Linked DNA regions of Mus musculus: regions 1, 2, 4 and 5 are each linked to region 3. Evidence: chromatin contacts called from public Hi-C data. All regions are on one chromosome and are shown on one strand. The core of a region is the stretch at or near the end of the contact, and the rest is flanking DNA. Distances in the headings are between cores, read along the strand shown. Region 1 has its middle 66 kb from the start of Gm19956. Region 2 has its middle 24 kb from the start of Gm19956. Region 3 overlaps E330013P04Rik (RIKEN cDNA E330013P04 gene). Region 4 has its middle 11 kb from the start of Emx2. Region 5 has its middle 12 kb from the start of Gm33756.

Evidence for each region. Hi-C and Micro-C count contacts between places; a contact is called where the count stands out from the background.
Region 1: a Hi-C map of uterus shows a contact between it and region 3, with 3 times the contacts expected there. The contact joins two enhancer-like sites. A contact is called at or near these places in 3 of 484 Hi-C or Micro-C datasets (embryonic stem cells, nephron progenitors and uterus) and 5 of 115 datasets of contacts at active chromatin or transcription factors (craniofacial prominence, embryonic basal ganglia, embryonic fibroblasts and 2 more).
Region 2: a Hi-C map of uterus shows a contact between it and region 3, with 2.1 times the contacts expected there. The contact joins two enhancer-like sites.
Region 4: a Hi-C map of uterus shows a contact between it and region 3, with 3 times the contacts expected there. The contact joins two enhancer-like sites. A contact is called at or near these places in 1 of 39 promoter capture datasets (neutrophils), 1 of 15 datasets of contacts at CTCF or cohesin (embryonic stem cells), 25 of 484 Hi-C or Micro-C datasets (the C2C12 cell line, Sertoli cells, bladder smooth muscle and 15 more), 27 of 115 datasets of contacts at active chromatin or transcription factors (T-cell acute lymphoblastic leukemia, bone marrow-derived macrophages, craniofacial prominence and 17 more) and 5 of 9 other capture datasets (adipose tissue, embryonic stem cells, embryonic trunk and 2 more).
Region 5: a Hi-C map of uterus shows a contact between it and region 3, with 5 times the contacts expected there. The contact joins two enhancer-like sites. A contact is called at or near these places in 4 of 15 datasets of contacts at CTCF or cohesin (the NIH/3T3 cell line, embryonic stem cells, large pre-B cells and 1 more), 13 of 484 Hi-C or Micro-C datasets (the AML12 cell line, the Patski cell line, the STO cell line and 6 more), 6 of 115 datasets of contacts at active chromatin or transcription factors (embryonic basal ganglia, embryonic limb bud, fibro-adipogenic progenitors and 3 more) and 1 of 9 other capture datasets (embryonic stem cells).

Annotation. Positions count from the first base shown.
Region 1 is chr19:59,585,711-59,591,055 of GRCm38.p6, reverse strand. No RefSeq gene overlaps it. Among named protein-coding and RNA genes, the nearest start is that of Gm19956, 66 kb to the left of the region's middle. Within about 2 kb of position 2,740, at least 51 of the 459 cell types and tissues checked have an H3K27ac peak or open chromatin away from gene starts, as enhancers often do. A contact at or near this core is called in uterus, where this site is marked.
Region 2 is chr19:59,628,439-59,633,951 of GRCm38.p6, reverse strand. No RefSeq gene overlaps it. Among named protein-coding and RNA genes, the nearest start is that of Gm19956, 24 kb to the left of the region's middle. Within about 2 kb of position 3,026, at least 7 of the 459 cell types and tissues checked have an H3K27ac peak or open chromatin away from gene starts, as enhancers often do. A contact at or near this core is called in uterus, where this site is marked.
Region 3 is chr19:60,157,482-60,163,014 of GRCm38.p6, reverse strand. E330013P04Rik (RIKEN cDNA E330013P04 gene) reads right to left here. Exons shown (of 5, transcript NR_026942.1): 4 at 2,735-2,907; 5 at 424-1,954. Among named protein-coding and RNA genes, the nearest start is that of E330013P04Rik, 16 kb to the right of the region's middle. Within about 2 kb of position 1,839, at least 26 of the 459 cell types and tissues checked have an H3K27ac peak or open chromatin away from gene starts, as enhancers often do. A contact at or near this core is called in uterus, where this site is marked.
Region 4 is chr19:59,467,140-59,472,334 of GRCm38.p6, reverse strand. No RefSeq gene overlaps it. Among named protein-coding and RNA genes, the nearest start is that of Emx2, 11 kb to the right of the region's middle. Within about 2 kb of position 2,859, at least 47 of the 459 cell types and tissues checked have an H3K27ac peak or open chromatin away from gene starts, as enhancers often do. A contact at or near this core is called in uterus, where this site is marked.
Region 5 is chr19:59,398,547-59,403,703 of GRCm38.p6, reverse strand. No RefSeq gene overlaps it. Among named protein-coding and RNA genes, the nearest start is that of Gm33756, 12 kb to the right of the region's middle. Within about 2 kb of position 2,808, at least 57 of the 459 cell types and tissues checked have an H3K27ac peak or open chromatin away from gene starts, as enhancers often do. A contact at or near this core is called in uterus, where this site is marked.

The sequences.
Region 1 (5,345 bases), core at 1,491-3,990, 570 kb after region 3:
TGAGATCTCTACTTCTTGGGATTCCTTCAGAAGAGTGGATCAATTCCTAATAACAAGGCCGCGGCTGTCCCTTCGTAGTACAGCCTTTGCCTAGCAAGCAGGAGGAACTGGGTGTCATGCCCAGTGCCTGAACCCCAGCAGTCTTATACTAAACATTATATGTGAATTATGTCATTATGACATAGAAAATACACAAAGAACCCTTGGGGTAGAAGTAGTGGTGAACGCATTCGCGGATGAGAATATGGAGCCTTGGGAGGTGAGGTAACTGGTCCAAGCCCACACAAGTGTGAAGCCTGAAGCTAAATTAAGCACCCCCAAATCCTGTTCTTGCCTCAGAGGCTCTTGCCAGCCCTGGTCTCATGCTCCCTGATCCTCTGCAGGATTGCTATTGAGAGGCCTTGAAAATCCTCCCTAACATGTAACTGTTGGCTTGGGGACTGGATGGAGGGTCTGAATAGTGCCTACCAGGAAGATGAGGTAGATAGACTCACTCCACCTGTCTGCTGTATCTCTAAGCTCATTTACCCCTGAATCATTTTGTCATGCTGATACTAAGCACAAGGTATACAGTAGTGTCCACAGCAAGGCCTCTGCCCACACAGAAATTATACTCACAAGCGAGAAACAGAGAGTAAGCAAATACGCAGAAGATACTAACAAGATGGTGGAGCATCAGAAAGAGATGCATTCTATAAAAAGTCTGGACTGTGTCTCCACTGTGGATATTTTAAATTGAAAAGAGGAGCAGGATGAACAAACAGCCACAGACATTTTCCAAGCAGTGAAGAGGATGGGGGAATGGGGGAATTTCAAAGCATGAGTCAGCACTGGCCATGGGGTGATGGGGGAATTTCAACGCATGAGTCAGCACTGGCCATGTCAAGATGCTATGAACAGCAATCCCAAATCTTTATGTTGTAAGATAATGAAAACTTGTTTCTCACTCTCACTACAAACCTAGTGGGGGTGAGCAAGGCAGGAGGAGTGTTCCATTACTGCGTGCCATTCAACAATGTGTTTTTTTTTTAATTTTAGTGTGTGTGTAAGGGGGGTGTAAGTGTCAGAGGACAATCTCCAGTGCCATCCTGATCTTCCACCTTGTTTGAGGCAGACTTCCCTATGATTCTGACTCTCGTGCTTCCACCTTGGCACTGCAGGCAGTTCTTCCTGTATGCTAGGAATCCAATGTCGACTTCTCCCCGGCGCTCTGCAAGTGCTTTGCCCACGGACCCCATCGCTTCCACTCAACTTCAGTCTCCTGATGGGTATTCTGTACACAACAGTCTTCAACCACAAGGATAAACAAACAGCCACCCGCTTCTGGGGTTGGAGGGTTCCTGAACATCAGGTCTCCACAGCGACGTAAAATGAACAAAGAAAGAGACGTGCACACTCTCTTGTAGTCCCTCCACTCCGTCCCATGCTCCATGTTTGCTGAGGGCCCACTCTTACCAGGAAGAGGTTTTCTTAACTGTTGCATCTGGTGATAGGTGGCGTCAATCATGCCTTTCCTGCTCTGGACAAAGGAACAACGGCTTCCGTGTGCCTGTTCCTTGTGGTCTTCAGGTAAACACAAAATCTTCTCCATCCTGGAGCTGCCATTTCCCACCCATGTTCTAGGGCAGTTGGAGGCTGCCAGTCTGCCTATTTCAAGCTTTCTCTGCCTGTCAAATCCACATACCTCATCAGAGGCTCAGCCCTTCTCCCCTCCTGCAGATGTACTTGGGGCTATTTTGGGAAGATTTTGCTACAACAGCCTCTGAGTGCTAATTAATGTGACTTTGGAGAGAATTTTCCATTAGTAGGCAAGAAAAAAAAAAGCAGAAAGATAAATCACCTTGAAGTCTAATGAGCAGTGCTGGCCCCCCAGCCCAACAACATCCAATCGGCTAAAGTGTAACTTTCTCCAGTGTCCAAGTTCACAGCTAAAGTTGCTTCTTATGATACGCTTGTTTGGTGCAGATTTTGAATACGTACAACACTCGGATACTGAGCTGGAGCATGTTGAGAATACAGTCAGGAAAATATGTCAGGGACAGAGAAATCGAATTTCAAAAGACAGCACAAATAATAAAACTTGGCTTAGGATTTGTGGAAAATCAGAGAGGGCTGCCTGGAAGAGAACAGGTCATGTGGTATGTCCGTAAAATTCAACATGGATCCAAAGTCTGACATGGGCAACTCATAAGTTGTGTGACCAAGGTAAGTCACTTAACTTCTCTGAGCCTCCCTTTCTTCACTGGAAAATCCAGTGTGGGAGGGAAGCTCTTGTAGAATGGGTGGGTGTTGTGATAACTGAATTTATACTGATAGACTCCAAGGTCTGCTGCATAGTAACTGCTCATTAAAAGTTAGCTATTAAACAGCTGCTCTCTGCCAAATGAGGAAAATAGTGGAGCTCATTTTCCCGGTAGGGTAGAAAACATTTAGGGAGATGATATAGCCAAGATCTTGACCCAGATCCGGTACACACTAGATGAGACTGAAAGTGCCCTTGGTCACAACGATGAGAAGGAAGAGAGGAAAGGGGGACCAGAGGAAAGCTATGTCAGCTCCTCCCTCCTGCCCAGCTCTCCCAGGGGTCTGAGTCCATCCTTTGGCACTATGCCCTGGGCTGCTAAGTGTCTGCTCCAGCTTCCCAGCCGCACATCCGCCAGAAGCGGGCGGTGCTGACTTTTCCCGTGCTGTCTCTGTTCTCAATCAAATGTGCCACTTTTCTGCCTCGTTTCACACATTGTGAGAGACATCCGCATTCTGGTCTCTCAGTGTCCCCAGGTCAGCTCCTCCTGACCGGTCATGTGCCCACTGATGCGGCTGAAGTCCATTATCTTCCAGATTAATTGTTGGCCTAAGGATCAACTGCCCCGCCCACGCCTCCGCCCCACCCCCGCCTCGCCCCGCCCCTTGGAGCCAGTCAGGCTCTGCGGGGTCATGGTGACTCTGAGGGAGCTCTTCGGTGAATTCTGAAAAGCATATAACCTCCTGTGAGCACCCTGGGGTGACACAGATGAGACACCCCTGAGGTGAAGCGAGACACATGGGCTTCTGAAGAAGTTTGAGTTCTTTTCCAAATCCATCTAGTAAAATCATTGCTCCCCTGTCTCACTTGTTGGTTTTTTTTTTAAGGGGGCTGTTAATGAAATGCACAGAAAAGTAAAAACATGTCATGCAAATTAGACACCTTTGGGGATTTTTAAAAACTTGTTTGAAGGGCTAATTAAGAAGCTATTAAAATAATTAATAATAATCTGCTTTTCCCAAATTCCTTTCAGTTGGGAAGTGTAAGTGACTCCATTTTATTCTGCTTTTTAAAGCTCAGAGGTGTCAGGTCACTGGTTTCTGTCTTCTGAGTAGCGGGTCCCTCATTTCCCTGGAAATATTTTTCTAAACTTTTGGTGGTGTCATTTTCCAGGGGAATCCCATTAATGTTCTTCCTGGACGGTGTTTTCCTTCTCTCTGGGCCATTCCCGAAGTAGCAACGTGGTCAACTCGGAGCAGAGTAACTCCGAAAGCGCCCTGGGAGAAAACTGTTCTGAGCTACAGGAAATTAAAAAATTCCTGCAATACCGACCCACTGCTCAAAGTCAGTCTGTGGTGTCCCAGCGCCACTCCACTCTGAAGTCAGTCCAGAAAGAGTTCTGAAGAGTCGTTTCCAGGCTTATAAAGGGTCACATCACGTATTGAAGCCATATTGGCTTCTGTGTTTTGTAAACTTCGAACTCATTACTAAACCCTTGTCTCTTCCACCCCCGGGCCTGACTCCCACCTCCATCAATCTGAGCCTGAAAACACATCATGAGAAATGCTGAAAAGCACTGTACACGTGGCGATGTGATAAAGCACGGATCACTTTGAGCCGGAGTTTTCCAGCGATTTCCAAGATGCACAGGAAGATGAGCCACACTGTCCCCTTTCTAGATCTAGGCTGGTCCCCAACATTTCTAGGAAACAACTAGGATTGTTTCCTCCGTGCTCCTGCTCCCTGTCTTTGGCATAAGCCACAGGCCATGTCTGAATCCAAAAACGCCAAATTCTTCCACCTGTGAAGGCCAGGATGGGGAGCTCTCAGGGTGACATTCTCCCTGATAGGGACTTCATGTGGGCTCTCCAAGTTCCCACGCAAAGATGCTGGCATCTTCCTGGGTTCCCAGGTGAGAGCAGAATGAAGGTGTGGCCCCCTGAAACTGTCACATGATGAGTTACATCATAACAAGTAGAGTAACTGCTAAGGGATCCTGTGTCATTCTCCAAGAGCACGGAGCAACAGAGAGTGGGGTGTCTGGGCAACCTCCCTCTACTGTCACTGGTCTACACTGAGCTCCTCCGGTGCCGGTGCCGGTGCCGGTGCCAGTAGCTTTCATACTTGCAACTCCTTCTCTAGGTGGGTGGTGATGAGCTCCAACATAAAGGGAGAGCGGGTGCTCTGGAGGCAAGGTAGCTTAGGCTTACTGCCCAGCTCTGCCATATCCTACCTGAGTAGTCATAGCAATCGCTTGACCTCTCTGATCTGGATTTCTCTTATGTGAAAGCAGAGTTCGTGCCATCCCCTTTCTGGAGGCCCACTGGAAATGGGCAGAACCTTTAACATATGGTTCTGGTAGCTCAGGCTACACCGTGAGAGGCAGGGAGGTGAACTGAGAGGGCTGCTGGGAATAACTGCAGAGTGGTGCCCCAAACTCTGGATCCAGGGACAGAATAGATCTGTTCTTTATCACCCAGCCCAACACCTCTTAATGAAATGTAAATGAGGGCTCTCACTAGCCTGGCTTTCTCTCAGTGGGGAGAGAAAGTGTGAGTAGAACAGCCAAGGTGGCCTTGGTCTAGGTTGAGGAGAAAGCACCTAGTCTTTCTCCTCTGGGTGTGGCCTGCTGAGGGGATAGGGGCATGCGTCTCTTTAAAGAGGAGTGCAGCCCTGTTTAGGAACTCACATCCCTCTGAGCATCCTGCAAGACAATGAAATTCCTCAGGGCTGAAATTCCTGGAGATGCAAGAAGAGACACATTCCGAGCTTTGGAATCTGGAGGGCCGGACTCCTTCCTGTCTCCCTTGAGCAAAGAGGTGAAGCTTGTGGAAGGCAGCTGTCCTGACCAGGAAGTTGTCTCTGGGGCCTGCCAGCACAGGCATATTAAGTCCTAGAAGCCAGCTGGCTCTGACCTTCTAACCCCAGGGCTTGAGCGGCAGAATCACAATTTTCCCTCCATCAGACAGAGCTTCCTGTATGTTTACATGAGGCCAAGCTTCTGAAGTCACTACTGAGCCAGATCACCATGGCTCAGTCATCCCCGGGACCAGAGTGAGCTTCCTCAGAGACATTTCAGAAAGGCCCAAATGAAAGCTTATAA
Region 2 (5,513 bases), core at 1,777-4,276, 530 kb after region 3:
GCTATAATTGCATGAGGATCTGAGTTCAATCCTAGCACACACATTAAAAGCTCAGGATGGCAGTACATGCTTGTAACCCAAACTTCACTTTCAACTTGAACATTCTGCTTCCAGTTTGCCACGGCCATGAGAGAAGTCCTTGATGAGAATTTCTACTGTTACAAAATGCCCCTCTGTAGAGCCATGCCTTCCTTGCCAGAACAGACTGTATCCTCTATACCATGCACCCAAATAAATCTTTACTCCCTTGAGTTGCTTCTAACAGGCATTTGGTCAGAGAAATGACAAGAGTAACTAATACAGCCAGTAAAATATAGTGGAAGCAAGCCAGTACCAGGCTGAGCCTGTGTCTCAGAGGCATCGCATTTTCATTCTGTCTCCATCTCTGTCTCTTGTCTCCCGCCTCCTCCCACTGTCACCAAATCTGGTGAAGCTGATCTGGCAGATGACGCTCAATGGTCCACTTATCCCTTGCTCCAAAGTCTTCTGCCCTTCAGCTAAGTACAGGTAGAGGAAATCGCTTACTCAGGAAAGATAGCCTGTGTGAGCCCAGCTACTTTATCAGCCCGCAGAGTGAGGCACCCAGAGGAAAGTGTCAACTCCTTCCATACCTGTCAGCAGCCAGCAGGCCTGAAGGAGGCTCACCAGACTCATCCCCAGTGTTCCTGATGGATCCCTTGATCCCCAGGATGCCCAGGTGTGCAATGGGTCTTATGGTAGGAGGTCTGAGACCTTGATGTCAGATGCTATGAGTGAGGCAGACCCTGCATACATTCTGTGGAGATGGATGGAACAAATAGGGGTTGGATTTTGACTAAGCTGTGCAGTACCAGGATCCTCCCAATATCCTCTTCAAGATGGCCTTTGTGATCACTTGGGCTTTCCAGTATGCAGATGAGTCCCTGTTATCAAGACTGTCAAGCAACTTATACTCAGCACATAGGTCTCATTCCTCTAATGTATGCAAAGAACTCGAAGGGACACAGGGAGGGCCTGGGCTTGCAGAGAACTCGCTGATGGAAGGTATGAAGAAGCAAAGGAATGAATGATGCCCACTAGAGAATTTCAAAGAGAATAACTGAAATTTGCAGGCACTTGGCATTTGCCAATCCCTTCCAGTTGCCTGGGCTCTCTTGGTCTTTACAAATCTACTATGGAGGGCTTGTTCCCTGACCCATAGAGATGAGGCTTGGTAAGATTAAATGATACACAGGTGTTCTTGAAAACATACGTGAAGACCAAGTGCAGGGAAGCTGAGCAGTAGGCTGACATGTTGATAAAAAAAAGTTCAGTTCAGTAACATGGTTATTGGATGTCGATATTCTATGAGACACATCTCTGATGTTTAATCACTAAGATCCTTAATGCATCAAAATGTTCAGAACATTAAAAGATTAATTAAATGTAAAGACAGACAAAAGCTTTGCTAAAAATAATTCCTCATACCAAATTCTGGTCTTCCTGACTGCCTTGAAGTGGCTACTATACAACAAAAGGAGCCCATTTTCATTTGGATGCAGTTTTTATCCAGAAGCAGCTTCAAAGAATGAATCCGAGGTGAGGGGAGCTTAGCTCTCAGTATAGCATATTCGTGTGTGTGTGTGTGTGTGTGTGTGTGTGTGCATGCGTGCATGTGTGCATGCGTGTGTATATATGTGTATTCGTGTATACATATGTATGCGTGTACTTGTGCATGTGTATTCACATGTGCATACATTTACATATGCAAGGATTCTGGGCTCTGAGAAAAGACGTCTAGGAAAAACACTAACTGACAACTGGCTGTATTTTTGACCCCTTTTCTTTCCAAATGTATTTCTTTATTTCCAAACATGTTCTGTGGTTTACTTTTCTGCTCAAAGACCAGAAAAAAATAACTCTATATTTGCCTTTAGCCTCCTGCAGTGTAAGGCTCATGAGTCTTTGTGAACAGAACTCCCAGGGTCACATTGTGAACTCAGAAAAAAAAAAAAAAAAAAAAAAAAAAACCACTGAACTTGACAATTTGTAACTCATCAACTTCATACAGTCAAGAGAATTACCTATGTAGGCATTCTGTTGCCGTGAGGCACAACAACTTGGGCAGTGCCCCATGGTGGGTCCTGTGGCCAAATCTTTGCACTATAGCCCAGGATATGAGGTAGGGAAACTGCTTCTGCCTGCTGGGCCAGCTTTTACTTACTTTGATCTGGTGTGTGTGTGTGTGTGTGTGTGTGTACACAAATGAGAGTGCACATGGTCACCCTCATGAGCATGCCAAAGGTCAACCTTGAATGTGTTCCTTAAATGTTCACCTTGTTTTTTGAGGCAGGGTTTCTCACTGGCCTCAAAGTTAGCAATTCTGTTAGACTGGCTTGGGGGATCTTCCTGTCTCCATGACCAGTGCTGGAACTACAAATGCATTGGTTGGTGGGTTGGTGGGTTGGCTGGCTGGCTGGCTGATTGGTCTGTTTGTTTTGTTTTAATGTGGGTCGTAGGGGAGTGCTTTAATCCTCCATCTGTCTTTCTAGCCTTGGAAAAGCATAGAAAACTTTTCAGTTGCCATTAAATTTTATCTGACCCTCAAGCTCCAGCTGGACAGCCCCAAGTCATCTTCTTCGCCAAGGAAAGGATATTGTCAGTACCCACCACTCCTTAGTCCTTGTATCTCACTGACACCAGTCCTATGACCCTGGACATGGCCCCTATGACTTGGGGAACCCCTAGATACTTTCCCCAGCTCACCAATTCAAATTCATCTCTAGAAACGGAGTAGGGGGTGGCAGAGGGATGAATCAACCCCTCTGCCTTTTTCTGGTTCTCTTCTGACTTTTTTTTCCCCTCCACTTAAAACAAACTTGGCATTTTAAGCAAGATACCAGCACATATTTATGGGAGTTTAATAACTTCTTCCATTAATAACATAGACAAACTAATTTACCCAAACGTGTCTGTTTTAAACTCTGGGAACAAAGAGTAGGAGGACGAAAATCAATCTTGCCTTTGTACTTGAGCCACTGACCCGTTAAAGCTTTGAAGATCATTCCTTTAAGAAATTGTCAGGAGTTATTTAACCACAAACAGCAGCTACCTTCCCATTCCAGCTGCGTAATCAAGCAGAATAAATTAGAGGTTTTTTTTTTTTAAGAGTTAACTCTATTTTTTTTCCCCTCTGTATAACTGAAAGTCCTTTACAACAAGTTGATAAATAGGCACCATTGCCAACAACAGCAAGCTCTCCTGGTGCTGAATCAAGGAGCCACATGAAAGCTGCCACAGACAGCCTTGCAACAAAGGCCCAGGTGGCACCTTTAAAGTAGTTCCTGTCACCAGGAGAAGCAAGCACAGCCTTGAGATTCAGGGACCCTTCACTGGGTAGCAAGTCTGGCCTAAGCCCTGAATACCCACTCTACCGAGGGACCCAACATTGAGAAAGTACAAGTCAGGCTGGCACGAGTGCCAGCACAAACAGTCCTTCCCAAATCTAGCCAGCATTCCTCCATACAAACTGTTCCAATCCACACTGATAAGAATCAGTCTCCGTGGGTCTTGAAAGAGTCAAAGGCCCTTCTTAATCAAACGATCAACTGTTCATTTTTAAAGCTTGGCTGGTTCAATTAAGACCACAGGCAGGAGACGGGCCGGTCATATTACCCTGGCCGGTCGCCGGTCCTGAAACCTACCCCTGACCAGCCCACTCCTGGGTCTGCCTGGAATGCCCTGGGCCCCAACCCAGTGAAATTCAACCCAGCCTTCAAGGCCGTATGCTGGACCTACCTTTTTGCAGAAGCTCTCTGGCTCCTCTTGGCAGTGACCATTACCCTTGCAACCCACAGCCATGCATTATGGTCCTTTATATAGGTCTCCAGCCCTAAGTTGTTCTTCGACTTCCTAAGCTTCTGAGGAAGGTGACCACAATGAACAGTGTCCATAGGAAAGACTCCATTGGCAGCCATGCCTTTTGTCCACTTCAGGGTTAGCCTGTTACCAGGCATCCCTCACTTTGTGCTGTGCTAGACAATTTCTGAGTCAGGTGCCTGGAATCTAGAATGTAATCCTTCCATTCTTCCAGAACAAAAATATCTCAGCCCCCTGGCCAATCTGCATCATAGCAAACACCAGGATGGTGTCAGGTGGACTAGCCACTCCAGCGGGTACCATCTCACCTGCACTGTACCTGCCACAGAAGCCTGCAAGTGGTACATACCTGTCACACAGCCCAGGGCTGCTCACAACCTGGACAGCCCAGGCAATAGATTTAACCCACAGAAACGAAGGATAGAATGTCTTCCAGTCAGACTAAGCACTTAGCCCCAAACTGAACTACAGCAATGCTTCAATGGGAGGCAGTTGTCTCCCCTCTGTCTTATATCCATCCCCGCCCACCCAGGCCCTACACAGTAGTCATAGTACACAGAAGAGCTCACCTATGTCCCCCACTTCTGTTCCCTCACCTGATTGCACCTAAATGAAAATACAGGGACCAAAGTGAGCCCATGAGCCCATAAGGTTTGACTGACATCAACTCAGTGGAAAGGGGTGGGAATAGCAGGATGACCCAGGAGCTCTATGGGAGTCATGGAAGGCAGTATCCTCATTGTTAGTCAGTGGGGGAAAGCTGTCCCTCCACACACACCTGAGCCTGGCCCTTTGTGTTAGCTCTAAGCACCCACTTCTTCAATGTGGAAACAGAGCACAGACACCCTTGTCCTCTGGCATCACCTTAGCATGGGCCGTCATCTCTCCGTCTGTCCTTGGCACCAGGCCACAGGGAACAGCACCTCCCTCACAGCCTCAGCCCCAGACCTCAGTTCTGATCCTGCATTCTGTTTATCCAGGGTAACAACTAGACAGACATGCTGGGTTTTTTTTTTCTATTTTGAGTCTACAGAGCTTACCACACAGACGGTGTCCTGGGCCCCCATCTGCTACTCATCTCCCTCATAGCTCCTGTCTCCAGACTGGATATATCCAGAACCCTGTGACATATCTGCCCCATCAAGGAACCAATCAATGACGCTTATCACCTCAGGTTTCAAATACAGCAACTCTCTAGCCTGTGTGATACTAGTCCACTTCTACAACCCAATTACTGACAGCAGGGCAGTTGACCTGGGGAGAAACATTGAAGGGAACCTGCATGGCAAGCATGTGGGGACAATCTCAAGGCAGAAGCCTCCAGAGGGAAGCTGTCCTCAGAGTGCCTTACCTCGTCACCGCCTCACTCTGCTGCCGCCGTGTTAGAACCCATTTAAAGCATTCAAGCATATAATCAAATTTCAGTAATGAGTTATTAATTAAGCAAGGGCAACCAATTCTCTGCTAACTGCCTCATAAACAATCGACAGGAGATTTGTGAATTTTGACTTCCTGACACTATTAAACAAATCAATATTAGGCTTCAGACACAGCGATTCAGACAGTTTTCTCTGTTATTCAGCTACCAGCTGTCTGGAATACTAATGAAAGAATTAAGAGCCGGGGATTCTGCAGGCGTTCCATCAAAAAGATCCTTATCTGTGGGGAATTGGGGC
Region 3 (5,533 bases), core at 590-3,089:
ACGAGGCTATGGGAAGCAATTTTCCCCTCTAAGTATTTTCAGCATCTTCTTATACCCTCTTGTATCATCTAGACCTTATTCTTTATACTCTGTACAACAGGAAAAACATTCCTGAAAACTAAAGGAGGACTAGTTCAGACAGTCTCTATACCACATTCTCTGCATAGAACTAGACAGTCTGATTCGAAAGGACTTTCCCAACCCCTGGTACGAAGTGAACACTGACCCCAGAGGGATTAGGGTTGCAGCTGAAGCACACTTAGTCTGTGTGATCATTTTAGATCTCTTCCTCCTAGTACTTCCCAATAAGTAACATTTTAATACTAGGTGAAAATACATCCCTTCCATTGTTAACTATAAATACTGCATGTGGGTGCTTGGCACACAGAAGACATTCAATGACAAAAATCAATGTTTTCTGCATGGGTGTGCACATGTTCATTTATTGCAGCATAAGACATCCTATTCTGTTAGCCATCTACAGATTCCAAAGGGATACATTCCTTTCAATGACCTCATACCAATTCTAGTGCAGAGCAAAGTTTCAGAAGAGAGAAGTCACTCTTGATTTCTAGCAGTACCTTTCAGAAGTCTATTATGGGATGCTAATATCATTCAGGGATAGCATAGGTAATAGGCAAAGTGAAGTACAGTTGTGTGTGTGTGTGTAAACATTTTATTTGGGGGACTTCATTAAGTAAGGAACGCTTAGTATACAACTAAAAGTTGTCAACTAAAAAAGACGACGAAAAGTACTAATTAGATTCTGACTTTATTTTAACTTTCACATTTTTATTTCTACCAGAATTCATTTTGGTTATATCATATGTTAATTGACCTACATGTTAACCCATAGGGACTTGTTGTATATCTAGCTATATTCTAGGTTCTAGAATTTATGGATACTCTTGGGGATCTTGGCAGTGGTTCACAAATGCATTCAACTCAAAAGAGACGGGAAGAGATATTCTGGGATACAGACCCAGGTTCCCTGTGGGCAGAGGACATACAGGACAGGCTGTCCCGCTGGCTGGAATTGCTTTGGACCTCATTTGGTTTTGTTCTGACTGGGTCAGGACCCTTAGAGAGTGGTCAGGCCTCTGGTGGCAAGAGGAGATGGAGGAATATAAGTCTTGCAGAGATGGACAGTAATGGTATACGGGGATGTCCTTGGACCCCATCAACTTGGTGGCATTTGACATGGTCAACATTCCGTTGGCATGGGAGAAATATTAGAACCAACATTTGGGGAGCACAGCAAGTAATACTGGGTAGCACTACATAGCTTGAAACAGAGGAACACATAATAGCTAGATAGGAAGGTGATGATCAAACCTTTGTGAGGGGTGTGTGCGGATAGGTGATCAAAGAGTTTGGAGGCCTCAAAAATGCAGGGTCCACGATATTTCCAGGACATATGAATGGAGATAAGTCTCTGTGTTATCTCTAGCCTCCCTCCCCTTTATTATCTTGTCAGGGTGGACAGCTGTGGACTGCTGGGATATTCCACTTAATTTCCAGGTCCCAGAATGTGTGATGTTATTGTGTGCCGTGGGGTCTTTTTACATTTGCTATTTTTCAACCTTCGGTTCTCTTTCCCCATGCTTTGTGATTTTTTTTTTTAATTTATCTTTGTGAATATTTTACCGTGCTTGTTTGGTCAGTTGCGACCTCACTTCCTGGTGGGCCCCACTCTCCTCTCCATCCATCTCAATAGATGTTTTTCACCTTGATAACCTTCATCGTTTGAGCGGCTGGAGGGCAGAGCATGAGCGTATACAACTGTATAAGAATGCTTGTAGAGCGCCTGGATGAAAGGAGGAAATGAAAGTCGCACTCATTTTTGGCCGAGTGCAGTTAGTATCTTGTTAACTGTTCAGGTCACCAAGAGGAGTCGCTGTTTCGTACCATGTAAGCTGCTTGGGTCGCCAGGAGGGGTCGCTATTGAAGCTTCCTGTAAAGGCGAGCATTTTTCTGTCGGATTTTTCTTTTTTAAAAAAGAGATACATGCAAAGGTCTAACTTCATTTACTTCCCCTTTTCTTTCTCCATTCTCTCCAATCGCTTTGGAATGAGTAAGAGACTAATAAAGTCCAGAAGGCAAACCAGAGCGTCTTGACTTTATAGTGAAATGCTTTGGGCCCAGGGTTCTCCAGAAGTCATAAATGGAAGCTCCCCTCCCCCCCCACCACCCCCCGCCCCACCAAGCATGAACACCTTGTGGGATGTCACAAATGAGCTGCAGAACTTGTTGTCTCGGTCCTGCGGCTTATTTTAGACCAGAGCGCCTATTTTGGCAAGCAATGGCTTATAAAAGAAGTTTTGGAAACGCTAGTGATTACCATCCAACGCCCTAGAGCAGAGTTGTTGAGGCATGAGAACAACAGCAACAAAAATACCCCAAACAATAAAAATCCTTACATGGACATTTCATGTAATCGGGCTCGGTATTCATTTGGCTTCCTTGGCAAAATGAAAAAAAAAAAAAGAGCCCAGATGAGAGACATCTTTTGTGCTAACCACAACAAGACTGGAAGACACACCACGTGTTTAAAAGACAAATAATTATAAAAGAGTTTACATAAGTATAGGAAGGGTACCAAATGCCTCCAGTCCCGTCCTTTAAAATGGCTTTTAAAACAACAACAAAACAAACAAAACAAAACAAAAACCTCGAATTCAGGGACATTTTTTTGTACCCCAGTAATAAATTAACATTTCAAAAGTACTTTTACCTGCTGAGATGGTTCGTTCTGCTAATATGGGTAACGCTGTGGACTCGAATAATTAGTGTAAATTGCCTTTGAATAACACCGAGCTGGGAACAACTTTAACTCGTGAAAGCTTTAATGCCTCTTGCTGGACAGGATGAAGAGTCCTTAATGGGGCCTGGAAAAACAACTAATACCTACAAATCAAAGAAGAAAAGCCGTTCTTGATGCATGTGTGTGAGAGTGTGAGGTTTAAACTAAATTGTTAGCACTTCCTCCCTGCTGAGGGTCACGGATTAGCGAGGCTGGGAGACTCTTTGAGAATCTTTCACACTGACCAGGGGAGGCAGGGGGCTCCAAACACAAGTGTTTTCTTAACCCTAATCCCTACCTCCTTGACCAGGACAGCTCTGCATTTCCCTCTAATTAGGTGAGGAATTAGAAGGTGGATAAATGCGCTCAGGGAAGAGGGTAAAGTGATTGCTTCATTCTGGACCATGATAGCAATTTCTGGCTACTCAGTTCTTTCCAAGATAATAACTTTTCTTTAAAAAAAAAAAAAACCAAAAAACACCAAACAAAACAAAAGACAAAAGAAACACACACACACACACACACACACACACACACACACACACACACACAAACCCCACCCTATTCCAGCAAACTTCATGTGTATGTATAGGCAATGCTGATTATCTTTGGGCAAGTTTGGGTCAGCATCTTGACAAATGATTTTCCTCTCTTTCATCAGAGTTTCATCCTGTTGAGAAACTTCTAGAGCAGTTTCTCATCCGAACCAAGTATGATAATTATTTGTGCAATCTGAACTAAATCTAATAACCTAACCTAAAAAAAAAAATGTATTCGCATTCAAATGATCCTTTCAGTGAATGGGGAGGACTTGACGCTTAGTAGCTAAGATAAAAACCATTTTGATGAATTTCTCTGCATATGAATGCATTCTACTGAGTGTGCCTATTTTTTTTTTAAAGAGATCTTGTAGATATTCTTAGTGGAATTGTAATTTTAAATTCCAAATTGTATAAAGCAATTATTGAATAGTTTCAAACTGATGCGTTGCGAGCAGCTGTTAGTGGCCATGAACTCACCAGGGTTACCTAGATGCTGAAGGTAGTTTCTATATGAAAATTCCCGACAGGTCTCTGAGAGAGAAGACTTTTATTTATTTCCTTTTGTGTGTAGACAGTAGATGCTATGGTTGCGTCTGAGTTTTCTTCTGAGTTTTACCCCTTCACATTTTACTCACCTGTTACAAGACTTACGTGTCCTAAACACACAATGAAAAGAACTCTGGGAGAGAGAAACACCATAGCAGTAAAGAACAAGGCAGAATGTCCTTCCACCTCCTGCCCAAGGGCATCTGAAAGGCCACAGCTTCGTCCTCTCATTCTTTCAGAAGGCTGCAGTTGCAGAGAGGAAGAATCTGACTGTGAGCATTTGGAATATTGTGTTTTAGTTTCTGGACTGTCTCTGGAGATTATGAATATAAATGGGCCAGAGCAAAACAGAAGCAAACATGGGGACCGTGGCTGAGGGTTCAGTCTTTAAGCTCAATTCTGGAGTTAGACTCATCTGGAGTAGACATGGTCATTGGCTGGTTGGGAAGGTACATTTTGTTTACTTATAAACATATTTTTCTCTGAGCTGGAGTCTTCCCTCCCCTGGCTTACAAATGTAATGCCTTCTGCACATGGCCCAGTGGTGTTGTACAAGACAGATCATACTATGTGAGCCAGGATGCTGTAGCCTCCTTGATCTTACCATCTTTACTTCCTACAATGCGGAAGATCTAAAGCAGTGCTAGTTAGTAGTTTGACTTAGATGACCTCTATAGTTATCCATCTCTGTCACTGATTGGCAGGAGGTGACAGAGTGCCCTGCTGCCTGCCACTCCCTTCCCAGGTTAACCAGATTAAGGCAGGCACCTTGGAGGCTCATGTACATTTAAAACTACTCGTTTGAGCCTTCTATTCCTTTTGCGTGTGTGTGTGTGTGTGTGTGTGTGTGTGTGTTGTTTGTTTGTTTGTTTTGTTTTGTTTTTACAAGGAAATCTAGCTTGCTACTTTCTGATCTTATGTAGCATGTTATATAGTTCAACGGTTTGCTTGATTTAAAATTCCTTGGAGCTGCACATAAGAGAGGAGATGTATGTATGTATGTATGTATGTATGTATGTATGTATGTATGTATGTATGTTTGTATGTATAGTGAAGGTCAAGTTTAAACTTCTGGGCTACAGCAAAGATAGGAAGTCAGATATCTGAGGCAGAGCAGCTTCACCCCTAACTGCATCTGACTGTTTCCATCTTTAAGGATCAGTGTGTGAAAGCTCTATGTGAATAAAATGGGAAGTCCCAGCAGAAAGGGCACAGTTGGCCTAGTAAGTTGGGTTTGACACTTTTCATCCAATGTGCACCTATTTGAATCTTGTCTAATACTTCTTGTCCTACAGTCTGGCCTATGGTTGTTGTTCTGTTTGTTTAAACATAGTATCAGGGGCTAGCTGAGACCCTTGGACTCTAACCCACTCTAACTAATAGCAAGTGGCCCCAGTGCTGAGGCCAGTTCAACAGCCACCCAGGCTTGGGCAGGAGGACTTCATCCAGAGATACATCTGATAGGATCAATCAGTCTCCCAGCAGAAGTATCTGCGTGTCAAACTGTAAACTTACTAATTGACAGAATCCATTTAATGCAGCCTGTGAGAACACCATGCTGGAAGATTAACATTTTCTGTGAATAATTACAAGTTCAAGCAGTTCAGCCTCTTATCACTTTATATGAAGTCTAGAAAGTAGG
Region 4 (5,195 bases), core at 1,610-4,109, 690 kb after region 3:
AGGCAACATGAACCCTTTCCTCCAGAACCATCTACATGCCTAGACATGTGGCATGTGTCCCACATCTTCAGTGTTCCATGGAGCATAGATTCTCTACTCTCCCTTGACCTGCACTAAAGATGATGTCATCATCCCAGGATGGGCACCCCACGGGAGTTCCTCAGAAGCACCTAGACCTTTAAGAGTCCTTCCTTGAGCACAGCATTTAAGGAACAAACAAGTCCTCAAGCAACACACTCCATCAGCTCCCTCTTGCTTGGTGTGGCATGAGACTACTTCTGGGTAATCAGGGTTGAGGGCAGAGGATAGACAATGTGGGGCCTGCGGGATGATCAAGAACAGGTCTGCAGTGAGTGAAGGGAAGCTCTGATGAGGGAAGCCCTAGCCCCTACCTCTTAGGACCCTGCAGCTCCAGGAGTCAATTGGGGAGGGGAGCTATCACAGGAGCCATCCCTTCCAAGTATGGCTACTTACCCTGAAAGCACAGGAGAAGCAAGATAAAGGCCCTGGGGACAATGACTTTAATGACTTTCCAGGGGAAGGCAAAACTTCCTCGCCTCCCATGGCACCCCTGTAAGAAAGAGGCTCTCCGGTTTAGTCCAGAGGGAAAGCCCTCAGCTCTCCACCCTGCACAAACAGGAGCCCTGCAGGCAGGCGATGATGCACAGAGGAAGCTGACCCAGGCTGGCTGCCTACTAATACCCCACCATTGAACCGGAGACCACCAATCCAGCAGCTTGCTGACCCCTCCAGCTCCTCTGCTGCCTCTTCCTCTTCCTCTGGTTTGGGAAGGAGGAGGGGCATCCACGTTCTCTAGGGAGTAGAGCCCCGCGAAGTGACCCCGTTTCACAATGAAATTGAGCTGCCATTTTCATCTTCTTCCCAAATGTCAGCAGAGCTAGATCAGATTAGGAAGTAATCTCTTGCCCAAATTCATTTCCGAACAGGAGAGGTGGCTGCGGGCGGGGCGAAGTTTGTTGTTTCTTTCCTTATTCCCACCCGGCTTTCCCTCCCCATACCTGGGTGGGAACAGCGAGTACAAGTTGAAAGGAGTGCCCTTAAGGGACCCTAGCAAGGCCGGGGCGCTGAGGGAAGCCCCTCTCCTCCGTATGGAGCAGCCATAAGGGCCTGCACTCTGCAGCAGCAGCAGCAGCAGCGGTGGCTGGCGGCGTTTGTTCTCAAATAGCTCCCACAGATCAGAGAGGCCCCCCGGGGCGTCCGTCCTGGGCTGCAGAGAAACAGAATAAGGGACCAGAGTGCACAGGGCCCGGGGGACAGTCGCTGGTTGCGACTGTGAGTTACCTTCCACCTTTAGGCTGAGGTCCCATCCCTGGTCCCTGGCCTTGGCATCCCCAGTCATGTAGTCTCCCACCCCAGGGGCCAGGGTGGTAAAGGGGGAGAGGAAAAGCAATTACAACAGAGAGAGAGGGAGAGACAGAGACGGAGAGAGAGACAGAGACGGAGAGAGACAGCAGACAGAGCGACAGAGAGACAAAGACAGACACAGAGACAGAGAGACACATACAGACAGAGAGACACAGGAAGAGAGAGAGAGAGAGAGAGAGAGAGAGAGAGAGAGAGAGAGAGAGAGAGAGAGAGAGAGAGAGCACAAATAAATGGCCAAGGAACTGGTCAGTATCCTGCACGAGGCCTCACTTGATGCACTAGTGACCAGAACACAGCCGTTGGCCTGAATACTTAATTACCCCCAAGTGAAAATTCCCCATCTAATTTGATATTTGGTTCTTTGCAGATGCTATAGCCTTCGTAAATAATATACAAAGTAAGAAACCTAATCCCGCCTGCTAGAATGTTTAATTCATCATTATGCGAGCTAATTGGAAGGTGATTATATGGTAATTGCTCATTAGTGGTGTATATTTATCGCTGTACCTTATGTCAAGGCCATGGGAATTGTGTAGAGTCTGTTCTCTCATTTCAAGGATCAGTTTCAGAAGCAGGAGTGAAGCAAGCAAGATCAAGTTCTTCCTGACGTCAGGGTCCAGTCGGGGCTATGGAGACCCAAGCTATATATAGGACCTGGAGGTAGCTGAGGCCAGGAGCCGCCCAAAGTCCTATATATAGGTTCAGTCGCCACGATCTGGGAGATTGCTGACAACCAGTCCACAGCAAGGCAAAGCTGGTCCTTCTGGCTCAATTTCCAAAAGCGACCCCAATCCCCTGCCTAGGCACTGCTGGGGCCCCTCAGGTGCGTCTTGGTCCTTGGGTGTATTCTGAGAAGCCCCATACTGTCTCTAGGGCTCCTCTGATGAGTATGCAAAGCGACAGTAAAGGTGGAGTTGGGGGAGGGGCGCGGGGGAGGAGATGTCAGGGGGTAGAAAAGCTCAGGTTTGGTTTGGAAATTAAGCGTGGGATGGATCTAGGTGGGTTGACTTGGAGATGGATAAGGAATTTGGGATGACAAAGGTCTCCTTTTCCTCCCCCTCCCTGGGGTGTGGGACCATCCCCACCTTGGTCATCTGTGCCAAAATTTCTCTCCAGTTAGCCTTTCAGTAAAGTAGGATGCGGGCTCCATGACCGGACAGTGTGAGCTGGCACCTAGAAAAGGAGTGCAAAGTCTCTGGGGTGAGTGGCAAGCCAGGGAGAAGGAACTGTAAGCATAAAGAAAGGCAGGATGTGAGCCCTTCCCAGTCCCACCAGCTGCAGCTGGGTTAGAAACTTGGGAGAGGCTGGGCAGCAGGTCTGAGGCCTCTAGGGTGTGAGAGGGCAGCTTGGTCTGCAGGGGAACCAGGAAGGAACAAAAGGGGGCCATGGCCACAGGACTAGGCCCTGACTCTTGGGGACTAGCCTCCAGGAGCGCATTTTTGCACGTGGTTGTGATCTTTGGCGCGCTCTGGCGCCCCCTCAGAGGAGCGCGTTGGCTTTTGCCCTTATAGAGACCTCAGCCCCGGGCACAGGCACCGGTCCCCAGCCTGCAGCAGGCACCCCGACTTGCAGCCTCGGGCCCTCCCAAGCTCCCCTGCTGGGCAACAGGCTCTAATGAACAAAAGGCCAATTAGAGGCTGGGGCGCGGCTGATGAATGGACCTTTCGCTTTCAAGCGTGGCACTGCTTCGGGTTTCCTGGCGCACAGGATCGCGCCTGGAGAAGTTGCCTCCCGGAGCCGGGTCACGGCTGGGGTCAGAGGGTTCTCAAAACTCCAACTTCCCCCTCGCTACGGGGCTGGTTGGGGAAAATAAATCAGGAGGCTAAGGCACAGACTGTTTCCGGGCTCCGCATCCCGGCGTGGTGGCCTAGTACTATAAGGCAATCCTCGACCTCGCCCGCGGCTGCTCCGAGGCAGCACTCAAATAAATCAAGTGCTGATTGCAGAAATAATAGAGTTCGGCCTAGAAAAAGATGCGCAGTTACAAAAACTGTCTGTTGTTTACCGAACTCCAGAAGCTGGTGGTGCACTTCGAGAATAACACCCCAACACAAGCCTCCACTCTTCTCATGCGTAGACCCCAAGATACAAAAATGCAACATTAAATGCTGGACATGGATGTTCATTAAGGGAATTCCCCCCAACCCAAACAGGAAGAAGAGTCCCCACAAATCACAAACACCATACCATCCTCTAAAACGCAAACAAACGATATCCACAGATATCTTATACAACCAGACCTGGTGCACAAATCTAATAAGCTGTATGTTCACACCTTATTAGGCGCTTCATTCTCAGCCCTATGACTGCAAGTTCTTGTCCTGACGCAAAACAATACAGAGCCACGAGGGAAGCTGGACATCTTGCCACAATCTATGCAGGGAACTCTAACTTCCTCAGCTTTTGCGTAAAGTAAACAATCAGCACGGATACAAACAAACTTGAGTCCTAGGTGAGAACGCTCAACTGAGTTTCCATAATCCACAAACACAGCTGTAGGGTGGACCGAGACACATACCTATTACAAACGTACTATCACAGACCTCCAGCCTAACCGACCCATATACTGACTTACAACTGCCCACTTGTGGGCAGCCCAGTCTGGCCCCCATCTTACCACCACAGAACAGGGCACAGAGCCAAGCCTCCGAACCTTCAGAATCCCTCCCCAACCCGCCAGTGTGTCCAGGACTTTGTTTCCTGAGACTCGAGGCCGGACGGGGAGGAGCCCAAGTTTCCCAAACCACGCTCAGGCCGGGGGGGGGGGGGGGGGGGGCTTTCAAGTCGGATCGGCCTGGCTTGCCTCTGTAGCTGCCACAATCCGCCCCTATTACAAAAGTGGCCCGGCAGGTTCCGGGCCTCGGCCAACGTGCCCGCTCCGGCTCGGTTCGGCTGCCAGAAGCAGAGTTCCAGGGAGCTGGAACTCCACACATCCAGAATGTTAGCTAGGAACGGTGACTCCCGGAAATCCAAGGTTTCTGCCAGAACCAGATGGTTTTAGTTGCTTCGGGAAGTTATGTGTTCGAAGGGAGAAATACTCAGCTCAGGTGTATATCGCAGGAGAATGTAGTCCTGGCCCGCTTCCACTTGACCCTATTAGGAAAAAGGAAACTGAAAACCTGGGATGACTGAACATTCTTTGGCACAGGGGGGGACACACTGGTGGGGCGGGGCAAATATGTCAATTTACAGCCTGCAAGTCACAGGCAAGACAAGGGACAACCAGCATGCAGTTAGTTGGCTGTGCTCTGGAAGTAAAGCTCAGCCCTGCCCACTAGGCACATAGAGAGCCCTGCCCAGAGCATCCAGGCCTGGCACCTACGGAACACGAGTGGGAACTCAGCTTCCACTGGCCACAGCCAAGCTCCAGTGCACAGCAAAGGGGACTGGACGCGAAGCACATGCGCCCCCGCTCACCCTGACCCAGCCCTACGCCCAGATAGGCATCGTGGGATGGCATCTCGCAAATATTTATATTCTTCAGCGCCACGGCAGCCCGCGCCCACATTAGACGCTCTAATCCTGCCACTTTAAATAGATGAATTAATAAAGCAAACGAGCGGCTAATAAGCTGACTGTCCTGCCTTTTTGAGGCGGGGGGAAGGACTCGAAAGTGCGCCAAATTTGTTTGCAGTGGATCAAGGCGAGCCGCCTCTGCTTCACTTTCTTTATCTTAATTCCGACTTGAAAAGATATAATTATCTAGTTTGAACAGAGCGGCTATCAAATCCTTCTTTGGGCCGGGAAGGGGGGCGTTGGAGTGGATTGCGGCTCTCTGAGCCGCTCGGTGCAGCCGGAGATAGCGCGTA
Region 5 (5,157 bases), core at 1,559-4,058, 760 kb after region 3:
TGGGAGATTTCAATGTTTTAATGAGACATTGGCAATATTTTTCTAGTGGCCGATAAGCCTGCCTGAGTCACAGAGACCAAGGGGCACAGAAAGGGTCTGGAAAGAGAAATTTAGAGTAAATGGCTTTCTCTATACAACCTTGGGTGCCCAGTGAGGAGCTCTAGAAAGATCTGAAACGAGAAGCGAAACTGGGAGAGGAGTTATGCTTTAAACATCTAGGTTCTATATTCTTAAGTACCTGGTGCCAGGAATTAAGGGCAGATCACTGGAGAGAGAGAGAGAGAGAGAGAGAGAGAGAGAGAGAGAGAGAGAGAGAGAGAGAGAGAGAGAGAGAGAGAGAGAGAAAAGAAAGAAAGGAGGGGAGGAAAGAAGGAGAGGGAGGGAGGAGGAACAGAAGGAATGAAAAAGGGAAGGAGAGAAAGGGAAGGAGGGAGGGAGGGAAGGAGGGAAGGACAGGAGGAAGGAAGAAAGGAAGGAAGGAAGGAAGGAAGGAAGGAAGGAAGGAAGGAAGGAAGGAAAGGAAAGAGAAGGAGGGAGGGAGGGAGGGAGGGAGGGAGGGAGGGAGGAAGGGAGAGAAGGGAGGAAAGAGATAGGCAGACATGTTGCATGCACTCCAGCCATGTGGAAGGCATTCCATACTTCTACATTTTTCATATTTTTCAAAAATGTCTTTAAGGAATGTTGTACCTTGAATTTCACCAAGACCAGGGTCATTGAACAGGTATGTGTTTGTCTCTTCATTCACCCAACAGGTGAAGGTGTAGAGACTGCACCAAGCACTGGTATTGGCTGACTCTTAAAGACAAAAGATCTTGTCATTATTGAACCCAGCAAGGCTGCCTTGAAAGAAATGCTCACCCTAAAACTCAAGGGAAGGACAGAAGAGCCTATGACATGAGATCAGCATCTCCTCACTCAGTAAGCTGTGGTATAGGACTCCCCAATGTCCCCTTCATGATCCAGTACTACACAGCATTAGTCAGATCTCAGGCAACGAACACCTAAGGTCCTGCTGCTGCTGCTGAAGATCCCTCCTTGATCTGTTACATAGAGCGGTAGTGTCACCGCAAAGAAGCTGATGATGGCCATTCATAAGCCCAGAAGATATCACACTGTCTCTCACAGGCAGAGTCTAAATTTAAATTTATTTATGCGTAGGCACATGCATGTATGTATGCATATATTAACACAGGACTTGGACATAGAAAGACTTCTGTGAGAGAGAAGGGCACTGTGGGAGAGAAAGGAGAGTCCCTAGATCAGAGCCAAGTTGGTGACATTTCATCAGTGCGGAGCGAAACCTGGAGTCTACATTTGTCTAGAATGAGTCTGAAGCAGGTATTCTTCAAGGGCTGAGCAACAGTCACGGACCTCTTTCCTAAGTACCAGCCATGAGTCAGAAACCGAATGGTGGTTTTGAGTGAGCCACACCTTCTGTGGTAGATGGTATCTTTACCCTTATCATGTCCTGCTTGTGGACTGAATACATTTTTCTGTCTCTACCACTGGGCTCAGCCTTCAGGCTTGTTCTAACCAATGGTAATAATAAGTAATAATGTAATAAAAATTAGTGGTAGTAATAAGTAGTAAGGTAACCTAAGGGCTTGAAACTTGCTTCAGCAGTCGCTGGCCTTGGGCTCTTCTGTGTCTTGTCATTACTGTGAGAAGTGTCCTGGAGGCAGTTGCTGCCACATTGTCCAGAACCTGGGTTAAACTCAACAAGTGCACTTGAGCCCACCAGACCTTCAGCTTGAAGCGACACACAGCCTGGCCAAGATTCAGAAACACTCAAAATGCCATTCATTACTGTTCACCACTGAGACAGGACAATCAGTTGTTACACAGCCATTTCCTCACCAACATAGTTAAAGCATCACCACTCGGACAGTCAGGCTCTCAATCTCCCACCTGACAGCTGTAGGTTCTGAGGTTTACACACTGACCTGCATAGTGAAATTAGTAAGTAGCATAGTTGGGATCTAAGTCTTGCACACTCTGGAACTAGTATCCTAAGTATGGGCTTTACTGCTGCTCCAGGAAACCCCCACAGTGATGCACACACATGTGTCATGTAGATTTGGATGTGACATCACAACTGACCCCTTCTCGGATGTACAGACTCAACCTGCCCTGTCATGTCCTTGCCTTTGGGGCTGGGAACTTTCAGTCCGTATTTAACAATATTGTAGCAGCTTTTACTGTGTTACAATTAGCAGCAGCTTTTACTATGTTACAATTAGATAAAAATCAAGAGTGAACTTCAATCGTAAAAACACTGGTGCATGCTGGGAAAGGGGGAAAGGAAGTGAAAGAAGCAGACTGTGTTTCAGAAGCAAAAATCCCAAAGAGAAAAGGATGTGCTTGGGTTTTTTTTGTTGTTGTTGTTGTTGTTTTTTGTTTGTTTGTTTTTGTTTTTTGCTGCAAGGGGCTGACACGGTGTCCTGACTCCAGCAAGAGGTTGAGGGTGGGCACTTAGATTCCCTGGGCAGTGAGCAGTGATGTGCACATCTGTGCACACATGTGCACCCCTCTGCACTAATCCAAGGGAATCAGGCAAGTCCAAGGCTCCCTGAGGTTTTTCTCCCCAGCTTCCCACTCACTGGACTTCTTATCCTTTCTCCAGCCTGGGACAGGAACATGAGGTGAGCTGGCAGCGGGGGACAGCCAGCAGGAAGGGATGTTCCATGTCCTTGATGCCCCAGACAGCAGGAGGGACTGCCCCCAAGTGGAATTACTTATCCCGACTATGCTCAGTTGGGCAGGAGAGCCACTAACTTAGATAGATAAAGGGCTGAAGTACTGAGTGGCACTTAGTGATGGGTCACAGCTAGGGAAACTGGGGGAGGTTGAGGTTCTGTGGAGGCCATGTATGGGGGAAAGAGCAGCCAGGGAAAAGGAATTTGGGTTGAACTATTTTGGATCCGGGCCTGGACTCTTCTCTGTTCATGAACTAAAGCTAGGAGGGCCTTGAATTCTTTTTGTTTCTTTCCTTTTTTAAAAAAAAAACTTTTTCTTCTCCAAGCTTCAGGCTGAGCTCCCTGGGGAGTCCCGGGGGAACAGGACATCCCACACCCTTAGGGCATTAGGCTTTCTCAGGTGTCTGCAGGAATCTGCTTCTCACACCATAAGTGCTTCAAAGGAAAGACAAGGAAGATTAAGGACAAGCGTGGCTCGCCCGACCTCAGCCTGCTGCCTCTTCTGTGCCAGTTTTGCCCAGGGTGGGTCGCCTCTCCCAGATCAGGCAGCTGGGTCACAGCTTTGCTATGTGTTTGTTTCTGAGCAGCCTGACTTCAGCGGGTGACTAAGCTTGGAAGCTGTAAAGCTTGGTAATAAACCTGTCAGTGGGGCTGTGGGCTACGCCAGGATGCTGACCCTAGGTGTCTTCTTCAGGGGGCTGAATCCCTGGGTCCCACTCTTCCCAAGCAGCTCTGTCTGGAGTGCGCTGCCAGTCAGGTGCCTCACAGGGTCTTCCTGTGGAGCTGCAGCTCTTCTAGGTCAGAGAAGAGCCAGTCTGTTCTTTGACTCTGTCCTTTTGTCACAGAGAGCTGACAGAGCCGGTCTCCACTGTTACTAATCAACATGGCCTTGGGCACCTGAACTACACCTGAGCTTAGAGCCTGAAAGGTGAGGACAATGATTCTAAGGGACAAAAGGACACAGTGAGCATTTCCTGGTGGAGAGGGTGGACCCAGACCAAGCCCGACAAATGAATGGAGCACAAGCAAATACCGGGAATGGGAGAGATTTTTCTCAGTTCACTGCCCTTCTCCCTCCCCTTCTTCTCTCCTCCCCTTTCTCCTCACCAGCAGCTCTCCCTTTTTCTTCTCTCTCCCCCTCTTCCTCCGTCTTCCTCCCCTTCCTTCCCTCTTTTACACATCCCCTCCCTCCCTCAATCCACCCCCTCCGTCTCAAGTCTCCCCCTTCTTCCTCTACCCTCTCTCACTCCTCCTTCTGTGCTCTTCAAACACCTGGATCCAGAGATAACTCCAGGTCTGCCTCTGCTGTATCAAGCCAGGCTTCCCTGTCCTCAGGGGGAAAGAGTAGTGACCCAGGGTGACTGAGAGGGGAAAGGTCCAGCTACTGACACAGTGCTGTTTACAAGTGCTGTTTTTGTTCTGATGAGCCTTCCCTCTGAGGTTAAAGCTGCCTTGATTTCCAGGCAGGCTCCAGGATCCAGACATAAGACGTTCTGGTAGTCTCAGAGTGAGGAAAGGGGAGTCTTAGTCCAGCTGAGGAGGGAGGGCAGGAAGATGGATCTGGCCTGGAGTCCTCAGCCTGCTGAGCAATGCTCTGTCCAGGAGTACTCAAAGTGTTTGCTAAAAACTCAAATTCCAGGCCAGGCAAGGGAACCGTCATGGACACCCAAGACAGGATCTGGGGGTGGGGGTGGGGGTGGGTGGTACATTTGGCCATCCCTGTGTGTCCTGCTTGCCCCTTACCACCTAGCTCCAAGAAGAAAGCCGAAGCAGAGACCACTTCACAAAAACAAGCCAATCCCAGACTGGAAGAAGTGACTGTATTTCATGGTTCTTCACCCATAACCCTCCTACTCCTTCCTTCTGTTGGGTGGGCCTGAAGCAAAGTGTTCAAAGCCTGAGGTGGGTGAAGGGTAGAGATGTTTGCAGCTCAGTGTCAGAACTCAGGGTCAAGGAGAGGCCCGTGGCTCTTACCAGATCATCTGCATACAATAAGCACATAAATCAGTCTCCACCAATCCTGCCCTGGTCCACCCATTGCTGGAGGCCAATCTGAGCTTCAAGCAAGGCTAGGGTGGGACAGAAAAATTGGGCACCTGGGTGACTGTGGTCCTGAAATTGCCTCCTATTCTGCTCAGGGAGACCTGTGTCCACAGATACAGCAAGACAGCCTCAGCTTCCATCTGACACCCAGAAGTGGAGGCCAATATTCCCAGCATAGTCTTCCACTGGTTCATAAAATAAGACTGCATGTGCCGGAGAGGTGGCTCAATGGTTAAGAGCACTGGCTGCTCTTGCAGTAGAACAGGGTTCAATTCCCGGCACCCACATGACAGCTCACAACTGTCTGTAACTCCAGTTCCAGGGAATCTGACACCCTCACTAGACATGCATGCAGGTAAAAACCTACACTGGGAACCAAGAGCTTTCTCTGAAACTGTCTTTTAGCTTCACGAGGAAG